2 separate regions of the Drosophila melanogaster genome follow, and region 1 is linked to region 2. Evidence: chromatin contacts called from public Hi-C data. All regions are on one chromosome and are shown on one strand. The core of a region is the stretch at or near the end of the contact, and the rest is flanking DNA. Distances in the headings are between cores, read along the strand shown.

What was found. Hi-C and Micro-C count contacts between places; a contact is called where the count stands out from the background.
Region 1: a Hi-C map of the Kc167 cell line shows a contact between it and region 2, with 4 times the contacts expected there. The contact joins the promoter of dsx here to the promoter of alpha-Est8 in region 2.

What each region holds. Positions count from the first base shown.
Region 1 is chr3R:7,962,446-7,968,681 of dm6, forward strand. dsx (doublesex) reads right to left here and starts at 4,963. Exons shown (of 5, transcript NM_169202.1): 1 at 4,018-4,963.
Region 2 is chr3R:7,512,354-7,518,482 of dm6, forward strand. It overlaps alpha-Est8 (alpha-Esterase-8), which reads right to left and starts at 3,317. Exons shown (of 4, transcript NM_079535.3): 1 at 2,809-3,317. The coding sequence starts at 2,855.

The sequences.
Region 1 (6,236 bases), core at 3,713-6,212, 450 kb after region 2:
ACTTGCTTTCCACAATTCCAATTATACAGTCACTTTCAGCTGTATGTTTCAAAATATCAATTAATAGTCGTCACACAACAAACAAAAAATCACACAGAAAGTGTTGCACGATCTCAACTGACTTGCAAAAGCCGCCGGTAAAACGCGCGACTGAAGAATCCGATTGTAGTCCAATTAAGCGACTGATTCAGCACCGATAGCAACGTGCAAAAATCAATATTCATAGGGCCAATCAAATACAAATCTGCTCTTTTAATCCGCACAACTTCTAAAAAACGTTCCGCGCGAGTCGCGAGCCGAGCTTTTTGCTTCTGCTGCTGCTGACCGATCTGAAATCTTTGGCATGCACAAGGCAACTCACATTGGGCCGCAAGACGCGGATGCAAAGAACTCAAAAGCGCCGAGCGAATGCGTCAGTATTGGTGCCCGGCCCGCGGATGTGCGATGGTGTGTGTGTGCGCCAGTTGGCTGGTGTTTGTGCGATGTTTGCCTGTGTTTGCGTGGAAGCGGGCACCGCCAACGAAACGGAACCGAAAATCGCATCGAGAGAGCAAGAGCAGCGCACCAAACTGAGCCACAGTGGGCCGAAAGTCCTTGATAATCCTGCGAGTTTGGACGGATGCTTGAGTAACGCTGGGCTTCCAATTTTATTTATTTTATTTATTTTTTTAGTATTACGTTTTCTTCATATTTTAAAAGAAACTATTTATTTCTTGAATTTGTTGGATTTCTTGAAGTTGGATTTATTTAATTCATTGGTCTAAAATAGCTTTAACAAGGGACCAAGGAAGTAACAAATCGTATTATGGTCTCTTCAAATTACCAAAGGAACCATTCATTACTTGAATTTAGGATTTATTCTATGTTACCAGTTTTCAAAAATCGTCGTCTTTTAAGTTTAACGTGGATCGAAAAGAGTTTTTCTCCTGAACTCCCAAGACTGTAACTGTGAAACACATGAAAACATAAGTAAAAGTTCAGAAAATATCTTTTTATATGTAGGAGGCTTCAATATTTGTGAATAAAGCCCTATGATTTGGCTCCACTGTGCAGCGTCGACGTTGCGTGCATTTGGAGAAATGTGGGGGCTGCACACCAATACACCATACACCATACTGGCACATGCAGCAAACACACACACACTCGCGCAGACAAACGGACGGACTAGTACATAGGCAGCCTCACACACATTGGCTGGCGTTGTTGTTGTCGATTCGTTGGTGTCGCTGCTTTCCCTGCACTTGTGAATGTTGGAGTGTGTTGTGATGCCGGTTGCAGTCGCCTTGCAACTTGTTTGTGTTCGAGTTGCAGTGCGCTCGACGTAGTCTTAGTTTCGCCTTCCGCCTCTTAATTGCTTTTTTGCATTTCTGCTTGCCCGCTTTGCGCTGCGAATTTTATTGCATTTGTTTTGCTTAGTTTTTCGTTCTAAAGGGCGTGTGAGTGATGTGGATATTTGTGGACGGTACTCCGGTATAATGGTCTTCTAGAGGCTTGTGCAACTACCTAACAAAGGAGCTCCAATCATTTATATACAGTCAGTCAGTCGATAACCACTACATACGAGGAAATGGTTTCAAGTGGGCTATTGGAAATGGGTTTTAGAGGTATGGCATTGAAATATAGTATATGTATATACTTCTTATCTAACTAGGTTGGAAATAAAAGTGCAATTCGTGGCATTTCTATTACTCTTTTAACTTATGTATGTGCGTAAATATATTATATACATATATACATATGATATATAACAATTTTAGAAAGATATTAAAATATAATAACAATTAATGGAAAAGAGGAATTCTAAAAAACATTTTTTTTAATTTAATGGGTTTACTCAAACTTAAAGAACCAAAATATTGTTACCTGCTTAAATAAGTTAAGCCTATAAATATGTTGATACTCGTAAATCGATAAATGGCCCTCTAAAGCACAAAAATAAAAAAAGCTTTACATCAATCAATTACATATCAATAATAAAAAAACCAAATAATATAAGTAATATAAGTAAAAAGTATACATGGGAAGAATGTGGTTAATATTTCTATATTATATAGATAGGGAATATAAGATTCTTCTACACTTCTTGTCCACTTTCTCCACACCTGCTGGCGTGTTTGATTCGTGTTTAATCTAATTTGCACTTAGTTTGACATTATGGTGACTCATTGAACTTGCCTATGCACACAGATTCACACTCAAAATGTTTGACGATTGATTAGAACCTAATGAACGAAAGATAGGGAGAAATATATGTGACATAGACGAAAGCCAGTATCGATGAGAATTTTAATCTATTAGCTAGGTGACATGTAGTGTGAGCGTTTGTCTGTCTCAATTTTCGTTTGCTGTAATGACTTAATTTCGGAGTCTAAAGAGTTAATACCCTGTATTTAAATGGAGGGTAAATTGAGCATGAACGATGTGCTGATAACGGGTCTCACATTCGTGCTAGCACCAGATACCCGCCCCCTTCTTCCACCGCCTCCCGCTGGCCACGGCAAAATGTTGTTATTTTGCCTGTGTGTTTAAAAACTGCACAAGATTGCTTATCTTGCATGTCGCCTCTAATTTGTATGAGCTGAGAGACCCGCAGAGAAATAATTCCTCCGAAGAGCCACTTTAAGAGAAAGACCCTGCTGGCTATCAGTTTTCAATATTTGTGTTTGGTGGAAATAATGACAAATATAAGCAGGGAAACAGTGGTCAAAGTTGCCAAAGGAAAAGCGGATTAAATTGATTACGGGCGAGCATAAAAAATGTGCAGCTTGCGCATGTATGCTCAATTAATTTGTCTAAAGCGGAAGAGATCACGATAAGAACCCACTTCAGGTTATTAATGGGCCAAGGACAGCTCGGCGTTATAAATGGCAAAAGCACCTTAAGTCGATTATATGATAATTGCAAGTGGGGTGCAGCTTAAAAAGTTGAGTACAGATCATTATAACTGTGCACTAAGAAAAATGCATTTACAGGTATTTTATATTTGTATATATTCTTGGGAAAATGTACCAAGCTCAGATTTATATTATACTAAAATATTCGTCTTGCTAATATGGTTTAATAACTTACTTAATATAAATCTATGAGTAAAAAGTCTGCATGTTTGCTGAGGAGTCAAACGGCATGCTAGGTTCTTATACCTTTTTTTTTAAGACTACAGACAGGTGTACTCGATCTTGCCATTTGCGTCATCCGTCTTCATGAAAGTCGAGATTTCGTGAGTGAAAGCAAGCTGCAGTTTCTACTAATGATCTCTTACGCCCACTAAAATATGAGTTTTAACTTAGCAAGGCTAACTATGTTATTTCGACTACAAATGACAAGAATAATAGCCAAAAGAAATGAATAATTATCCCCAAGATAACACAAAATATTAAAGGTAAACTGTCCTTTCGCGCTATACACAATGAGCATTGGCAAAAATTTAAGTTCTAATTTACATATATTTTTTATAATTGCAGCACTCGTGAATAATCGATGGTAAGCTTTAAAATTAACAAGAAACGCCTTCGCTTCAACTTTAATTTGAATAAAAATATTCAGCACGTGTTTATCGTTTTAAGCCAGTTGGTTTCCGTATTTGTCATTTGCATTTTCCTCATAACCACTTAGACCTTGGTCCAATTTGCCTTATATGTATGCAGTCATCTAGGATAGCCGATCGCAAACGACAATGGCAATGGCCTACGCTATCCCAATCTTAGAAACTAATGCGGGAGTCTCATAGTGTGGCTGTAAAACGCGACCTGTTGCTCGTTTCCTGTTTAATTTGGAAGTCAGACAATAGCCTGAACCCCTGGCTCCCCCCCATTCAGCAGTCATACCGCCAGTTGTAGATGGCAATCGCTGAGCGTACCTGCTGCTATCGCCATTAAGCCTTGTACACACGAGCATTTATGTCAGGCAATTACAAGGCAGTTTGCAACGCCCCCAAATGCCGGGCAAAAAGGTGGCAAAACGGAGCGGAGTGGTGGCACATTTTGGCCGCAGAGCGCTCGTAACTCATCGTTCACTTACCAGGTACAATGCCAATTGCATGCACTCGCTAGAGTATCTCCAGGTCCACTACTAGACCACTAGCAGTATATGTATCTGTATCTGCATCTGCGATCTGCCTCCGCGAGGTGTGCTTTGCTCTTGGTTATGCAAGCAAAGTGAGAGAATATAGCACTAGCACTCGGCGAACTCGATGAGATACGGGGAGTCCGATCGGCTGGGTACGAGACGGTCAGGAGTGCTTCGTGGACCGAGAGTGAGAGTGTGAAGCCGGTAAAAATTTATTTCTTTTATTTGTTATCTTAAACCGTACAAGCTGTAGCCGCAAACGACTTTGTTTAGCATGGCACTCGCGGCTCGATCTGGTTCCCTGTAGGTCAACGCATTTTAGAGATATTTTCGGACCTCGCACAGCAACTAAAAACTATCGCACAGAATTTTGTACCGAATCCGCTCCAGTTCTTTTCACTTCAGCTTGAGATTGTGATTTCGAGCACGGAACGCGGACGGCGCGAGACGCCAACGCGACATGCACGACCTGCAAAGGACGATCGATGCCAGCAAACTGGTTGCGGCCACAAAGCTAAAGCTCCCCGTGCACGATACTAACACTCGGACCAGTACCAGTCCGACTAGCAGACCAAAAGACAGCGGACAGATACACGGACATTCAGGCGGACGGGCGGACCTAAAACTGAGCATGTGTTTCTGGCACAGAGACGGGCCCACCGACTGGCGACGCAACGCTCTTGCTATTTGTATTTGCACTCTGGTTGCTGCACCGCGAAAAAAGAAACGAGTGCGAGCATCCAACCTGCTCGACTGCTGGATGCACTGCACATCAACTGGGAGAAAGCAAATTGGTTTGGTACCAGATATGGATACCCTTATTTGACCGTTTTCATTGTAAACCCTTAACTATGCTCTTTTCCATAAGTAAACCATGCTAAAAATAACATAATTTAAACACAATTCTTACAATATGAACTATGAACTATAAAAAAGTATTGCAAACTATTAAATCGTATGTAATATGAGCTAAATTCGCCGCGAAAAATATAGGTTCCGCACTGCGGATACTTAATTCTCCTTACCTGCGTTGCATACTTTTAAGGGCTAATTTCCGCTAATATCAGCCAAATAAAATGTATTTTAAAAAATTATGTATTTGAACGGAAAATGTTTTAAAATATTCATTACTTCTGTGTTGCTATTTAATATGTGAAATACGAAAAACGGTCAATTATTTTAAATACTAAGTAAATAGTTTTTAAACAGAAACATTTATACGATAGAAGGGCATTTCTTTCATCGGTTCCCACGATTTTTAGCAAACTCATAAGCTCGAAGCAACGTTGGTATGTGAAGAACTCAAACGAAAGCATCTTGGGCAACAGAGAGTTACGGAGAGAAACGGGTCTGCGAGAGTGTAAAGTGCATTTGCCCCATTAATGGGGAGCATAAAACATCGAAGACGTGCTCTTCCTCTCTGAGCGATTCTCTCTTGAAGTTCGCGTGTTTTTTTGCGAATCTCTGCGAGAAGCTCGAGTGGAGCAACTTTGTTGCCGTACATTGACGTCTCCCGCCTGCATGTGCCGATCGTAAATTTGCACTCTGGTCGCTCTCTCTCTCTCTTCCGTTCTCTTTCCGCGTGGCGCGAGAAGAAGAAGCGCCAGATATGGGGAGCATCGAATCGGGTTTGGGCGTCTAGCCGACGATATAGGTCGAACCACTCAGCTGGGTTTCGGCCTGCGCCGCGTATTTATGCCACCTTTAGACGCAGCGATTTGCGTGTGTCGCACTCGCATTTATCACATTGAAAGGTCCCCTTTCATCGTCAGCCGTTATATTAGTCAGGATCGTTTATACAGTACGGCGGAGATAATTTTGCCGAAGCTCGGCTCCATTAAAAGATACTTCCCTCAGGCGATGCACGCAACTCCCAAAAAGGTAACCAAAAATGGTCGAGAGTTCGATTTTTGGGCAGTGAATCGATTTCGAAAGGGCCTTCGGTACTTCAGTAGTTTCCCATTGGTGACCAAATTGTAGGGGAATGAATGGCTCAGCGATCAGAAAACATTAAGATAATACTCATTAATTAACCGTTTTTGATTCTCGTTTAGTGTTTCAGAGACAAAAGTTATTAATTTAATATTTAAATAAATGAAGTGATAAAGTGACTTAAATTTAATGAATTTATGTAATTATTTTGACTTGCTCATACAAAAATTGAATTTAAA
Region 2 (6,129 bases), core at 2,067-4,566:
GGGTTTGTCGTACTGTTCTTTTTTTTTGCGAATTTTCAATTAGCGCGTAAACAAATTCAAATATAAATAGCCAATAGTGAAAATAGAATGAGTGTGTGAAGTGATGAGGTTGGTGATGCCCTGTATGCCCAAGCAAATTATGCCAAAGTCAAATTATTAACAACCTTCAAGGTGCAGTTAGGTTCAGTAAAAACTATTAAAAATATTAATTCTTTAAAGTATTAACTTTCTTTTAAATAGTATGGGAATGAATTACTGATATGTTGTAATAAAATACAACAAAGTAAACAGTTATTAGCTAGATATTAATATTTGCTATACAATGGAATTAATATTTATATTCGGGAAATCCATAATTTTAATTCCGGGAAAAGGAGAAATATTATTTCTTCTCAAAAAATGTTCACTGCGCACATATCATCGGAAATACCCTATATCGATGGAGGCGCGGCCCATTTAAAATTCAAGTGCGTTTTCATTTGGGAACGTGCTCTTCGAACGACGCGTGAGCCGATCTACAACAGATCGCCAAACGCCGCCACAAAATAGATGGAATCATAAATGTCCAAATTCGTATAAAATAAAAGAAGACGGAATGCCCAGCCCAGACAAAAGTCAAGTACGATGCTCGCAAATCATGAGAGCAAACGGGTCTACAAGTAGTAAACAGGGGCACCGATTAATTAACAGCTGCCCGGCGTCTACTTCTGGCGCTTTTGAAGCCCCGGCCTTGAGGAAATTCCAGTAGAAATCTTTTTTTTTTTTTTGTTCAGATGCAATCAGTGCGATCTATTAGAGATCAAGTGCTAATTCCAACTGGCCAGTCGAGGCCGAGCCCTAAGATCCAGTCATCGAATAACTAGTATTCTAGTCGAGAACTTGTTTCCCGTCTGTCCACATTCGATACAAAATTTAATTATTTTCACCTTAACTAGCGAAAGTCGACATCTGCATTGCGAAATGAATATGAAATTTTTCGAGCAGTAATGGTCTGGGAATAGGAATTAAAGGATAAAGAAATCCATATTCGATTCCATTTCAAACACATTTGTCTGCGTGTGTCTGAATTTTCTGTATTTTTTTAGAAAATAAACTGTGCGATGTGCAACTCAAAATATTTACAAATTTATATACATATAAGGGGATATGAAAATTGAAATGAAAGTGGAAATTTTCGGAAAATCAATCAATTTTGCCATGCATCAAAGCATTGCATGCGGGTCAATGGCATTTTGCTAGAGTGCATTCTGTATTCAATATTATTTTCCATCGAAAAGAAAAATAAAGGAAGTATAATATTCCACATTTTTCATCTATCAAATTCAATCACTCGTGTGTAAGGCGAACCAGAAAGTTATAAACGACCGTTGATTTTTTCTCGAGTTTTTTTTTTTTAACAATTTAGGTTCTTGACAAAGGGTGAGGAAATACTTTCAGCTGTTTCTAGTTGACTAATCGCAATCTTTTGAATTGCTGACTAGTTTTAAAATAGTTGGAATAAGTGTACGTTTTGTGCTCAAAAGTTCTTATCCAAAAAATTTACAACAATGCGGAATTTAAGCAAATATTATAAAAAACCAGGCCATTTGAAACAAGAAAAGGTTCTATTAGTGTACGAAATAAACAAAAGTTTAAGTTTGTTGTCCAAAAGTCGAACATTTTGCATTCGCCCGTTGAACTTCTTTTACTTCTTGTTTACCTTGCTTGACTTCTTCGTTTAACTTTTTAACTGCTATTTTTCTTCGGCTTCGTTGCTTTTAGCCAAGTTTTTTGCCTATAAGCATAAACTTTTGTGCTGAAGCTGCAAGTTATTGTAATTGCCTTGACATTTGCCAAACGTGATTCTTGTTAAATAATTTTTTCGATTGTCACCAGGCAGTTTTTTACCTTTTCAAAGAACTCAGTTGATAGAACTGCTCGTAAAAGACTTAAATTAGAGGATCGCAGACACTTGCTTCTTTTGACGCACCGTATTAAGCTATTAAGCTAGGGTAGTTTAAAATCTTATCAGCCTATTGGCCGATACCGATAATTGATAATTGGCTCAAACAGGAGGAACAGTAATAAGTTGTGCGTTATCAATTGTGTGTGACTCGCGTCCAAATAATTCGCTTGAACTTTTTCGCACTCAAGAGCCCCGATTCTGATTTCCAAAACTGATGTGTAATTTTCGGGCGGTACAAGGTTCACACCAGATGTCTGCTGATCATTTGGTGTTTGAATTTTATTGCCAAACTTTGGCGAGACTTTGATTTGATGACGATTTGATTTGGTTATCGCCAATGTCGATGATGCGGATGCAGAATCGAGACATTATCGGCCGCTTTATGACTATTAATAAGACCCAAGCGGTGAACCGGATTCGGGTCTTTGCTTCAGCAGCCTGTAATCGCTTGATAAGAAATGAGGCTTGGCGGGCCGGACTTCTGTTATCAGGGCTTCTCAACTTGAGACTCGTATGGTCACGGCAACCGGGTGGTTATAATACTAAAAAGCGTGAAACCCAATTGACCTCACTGATTGATGGATTTACTAGACTCTAGTGCAGCGGAATGTTGGTTTGTAGCAAACAAAAAAGCATCGTCTGCCTGAGAGGCGGTTTTACAAATATGCTTGTGCTGAACATGATAAAATTATTAATGAGTGATTAAGAAATTTTTGTTGAAAAATAGTTGAAATCCTTTTGTTTTTGCTTTAGAAATTTTGTTATAGAATATTTTAGAAATGCTTCGCTTTAATAGGTATGAATACGTTAGATATTATAAACATGCATGCCACTTGAAGGACTGTGGGGGAGGGGGGACTTACTTCAGTGCAATGCGCATCTGATCGGCCACGGCTATATCGAATGACATCTTGCTGTGGTCTCACGCCGCTGGCCACAATCAATTCCCTTCCGGATATATTCGCCTATATATGCGAAACTATTAAATACACAAAACACAATTGGCACGCTGCTCGAAATCCCAGTGAAAATAAACGAGGACGCCAATTGTATAAAATCCCAGCTGGACAACGGGGCGAATGCGTAACGGGAGTCGTATCAGCCGTTAGCCCTTAAACTTTCGATTTGTATATATATATATTTTTTTTGTATTTGGAGGAATTAGTTTAGATTTCTATTTAGTTCTCGCTTCACAAAGCCCAATGTCACATCACTTGTTGCGGCCACCGTAACTGCTCTGCTTTTACAGATGCGAAATAATTGAAAAAAGGCACCGAATCGCGGGAACGGGACGACTGTTACTGCCTCTGATTTCCAGCCCGAGAATCTAAGGCTGGCGTTGCGCTTTACTCAGGGTCCGCTCGGCAACTGAGCATTTAAAGTAAGCGCCGGCTAAGTTTAGTGCCCGCCGACGTTCGTCTCGCACACTCATGCACACAGGCACACACAGCTTGTCGATGATGGTGATTTTTCCACTCGTTTGCCCATTCCGCACTGGCCACGGGGTCGTATGAGTGATATTCTAGCGCTAGCTGGCCGCGCGTCTGTGTGTGCTGTGCACTCAAATAAATGCTTTGGCTCGACTGAGTCGCTTGCTTGCTGGCTGTTCTGGGCGCCGTTGTTTTGTTTAGGCGTTATCGTTTTTGTTGCTGCCGTGTTGTTTATTGTTTATAGCATGCCCCGCTATTCGGCTATCAGCCCCCCGCGATTGTTATTAATGTTATTGCGGTTTTTGGGCGGAGCTTCACTGCCCGGTTATATAGAAGTGATTACATTAATTGAGGCCTAAATCAATTAAATGCTGTCAACGATTGCCATAAACTTAAAACTAAATATTTACAGATAGTTATTTTTTATAGGTGTTTTTTTATTGGCTCAGGAAAAGAAAGCCCATCATAGAATAATATTTAACTTATTACTGCACAATAATAATTTATGAACATACATTTAGAAACATCAATAATAAAGGTCGTTACTCAAGAAAAAATATAACCAGATTTCACCTAAAACTCATGAAACGCAATTATATATATTTTACTTATTTATACATTTATACAAACCAGTTTTCCGCATTAATAAGTTATTGAGATAATTTAATTTGAGCTATTGAACACAATTATATTTCCCTTAGATATGACCATGATAAAACTACATATATGGTGCAATTAGCAAAGCAACTGGGAATATTATCAACGGCTAGAATTGAAGAACAAAGGTATTACACGAAATCAATATAGAAATATTGCTGACCATCAAAAAATACACTCCCAGCTAATTGAGTTCGTTCCCCCATGAGGAAGCACCAATAACACCATGTAGTTCATGTAATTATAGAATATTATATCTTACTTCTCCCCTATTTCCTCCCACCAAGCCACGCAATCTTACGTGCTTGTATCAAGTTCATGGATGGCTTTAACAGAACGGAAATCGCTTTTCATTTCTATATGACAAATTTTGTTCCCAACGTAATTGCTCAATTAAAGTCAGCAAGAGTAATTGCCTACTGTTGACGCCGCTTTGAATTTATTTGTCGGTTAATTTATTGAGATCACATCATCTCTACCAGGCTTGAGTCCATTTTTATTGTTTAAACTGATGCCAAGCGGTTCGGATTTATGATCTATTGTTTCCAAATGTACTAAGCACACCGCAGTGCTAACGTGTCTCTGTGTTTCATTTTGTCGAAAAAAAAAATATTATGTAATCAGCAAGTGGTTCCGTTCAGTGCAACTTGCATAGGCCCATAAATAACTTGAAGGACATTAAGCACTTCTGATGATAGGGCGACTCTGTTTATTTTCGATTGAGAAGGCAAAAACTACATAATGATATCGGTTCTTGAGCACTATATATACCCTTTTTTTTATTTTAACGCAACTATATGCATTACAGCTAACAGGCTTAATTCGTTGCTTTTATGTGATAGTTTTTTTTTAAAGCAGCTAAAATACATATTTTTATACATGTTACTCATATAATAAAAGGGTATTTGAGATTCGATCTGGCCATGACCGTCTATCCGACCGCCGTCGATCCGGCTGTATGTCCGTCCGTATGAACGTCAGGATATCAGGAAGTAGATATTTGGTATCCAAATTCCAAATACATAGACAAGAGATGTTGCCACGCCCAATTTTTTGATTTTTTGAGAGATCTCTGATATCGAAACGGTTACATATAAAGACAGACGGTCATGGCCGGATCGACTATTGATCCTGATCAGACTATATATACATACTTTTTAACGAACCTAGTATACCCATTTACTCTACATGTAACGGCTCTAAAAATGCATAAATTTGAAAAAGTATAGAATAAAGGTAAGTAGTATACAACAATATAAAACAATCGGAGTAGTACGTATCCAATTTTGACAGTGATCTACAACGTTTAAAAATGGTACCAAGCACTTGGAAATGCTTTTTGAGCGACCTTTTGCGGAAGCCTTAATTCCCAGATGTTCTAAAGTAAAAGGTGTATTCAAAGCTGTTTTCCCGATAAACTACCAGGTTTTTTCAAAAGTGTCAAAACTAAACTTTCTTAAAACGAGGTGATTTATGAAAAAAGGGGTAATTTAGGATAAATCATTCTGATTCACACAAACAAACCGACCAAACATTTACTAAAAAAAATTTTCCTAAAACCTAGTGTTTAGTATTAAGACACTAGAATAATGTTCTAATGTCTTTGGTAATACTCTTACATGGATTTTATTAAAACCGTGTTTACAGATAGAATTTTGTAATATATTTCGTACGTCAACACTAGCCCAGAATCGTATTCTAGGCTTTTCAAAGGCTTGTTTTACAATTCCTTTAGTTTTTGTGTTCTATTGGTATATATCTATTGGTACTCGCTATAATCGGCAGCAGACTTTTATTATCGTGTATATATGAAAGTATGTTATTATCCTTCGCAGACGCTACTGGTACGCTTCGTCACTACGTGGACTACCTGACGTCCAAAGTGATGAATGTGGTCAATATTTGATAGCTTATGCGTATATGTGTAACTGTATTAGGTAAATATGATTGCTATAATTACCAATACGATATTGCCAAATGCGGTTGCCTGTTGTTACTGTTAATGATACATTAATGTAATTTGATTAAATTCGTTACTCGTAGACAAAGGGGTATATCAAGTAATAGGTATCAATTATATGTGTACATATATAGGAT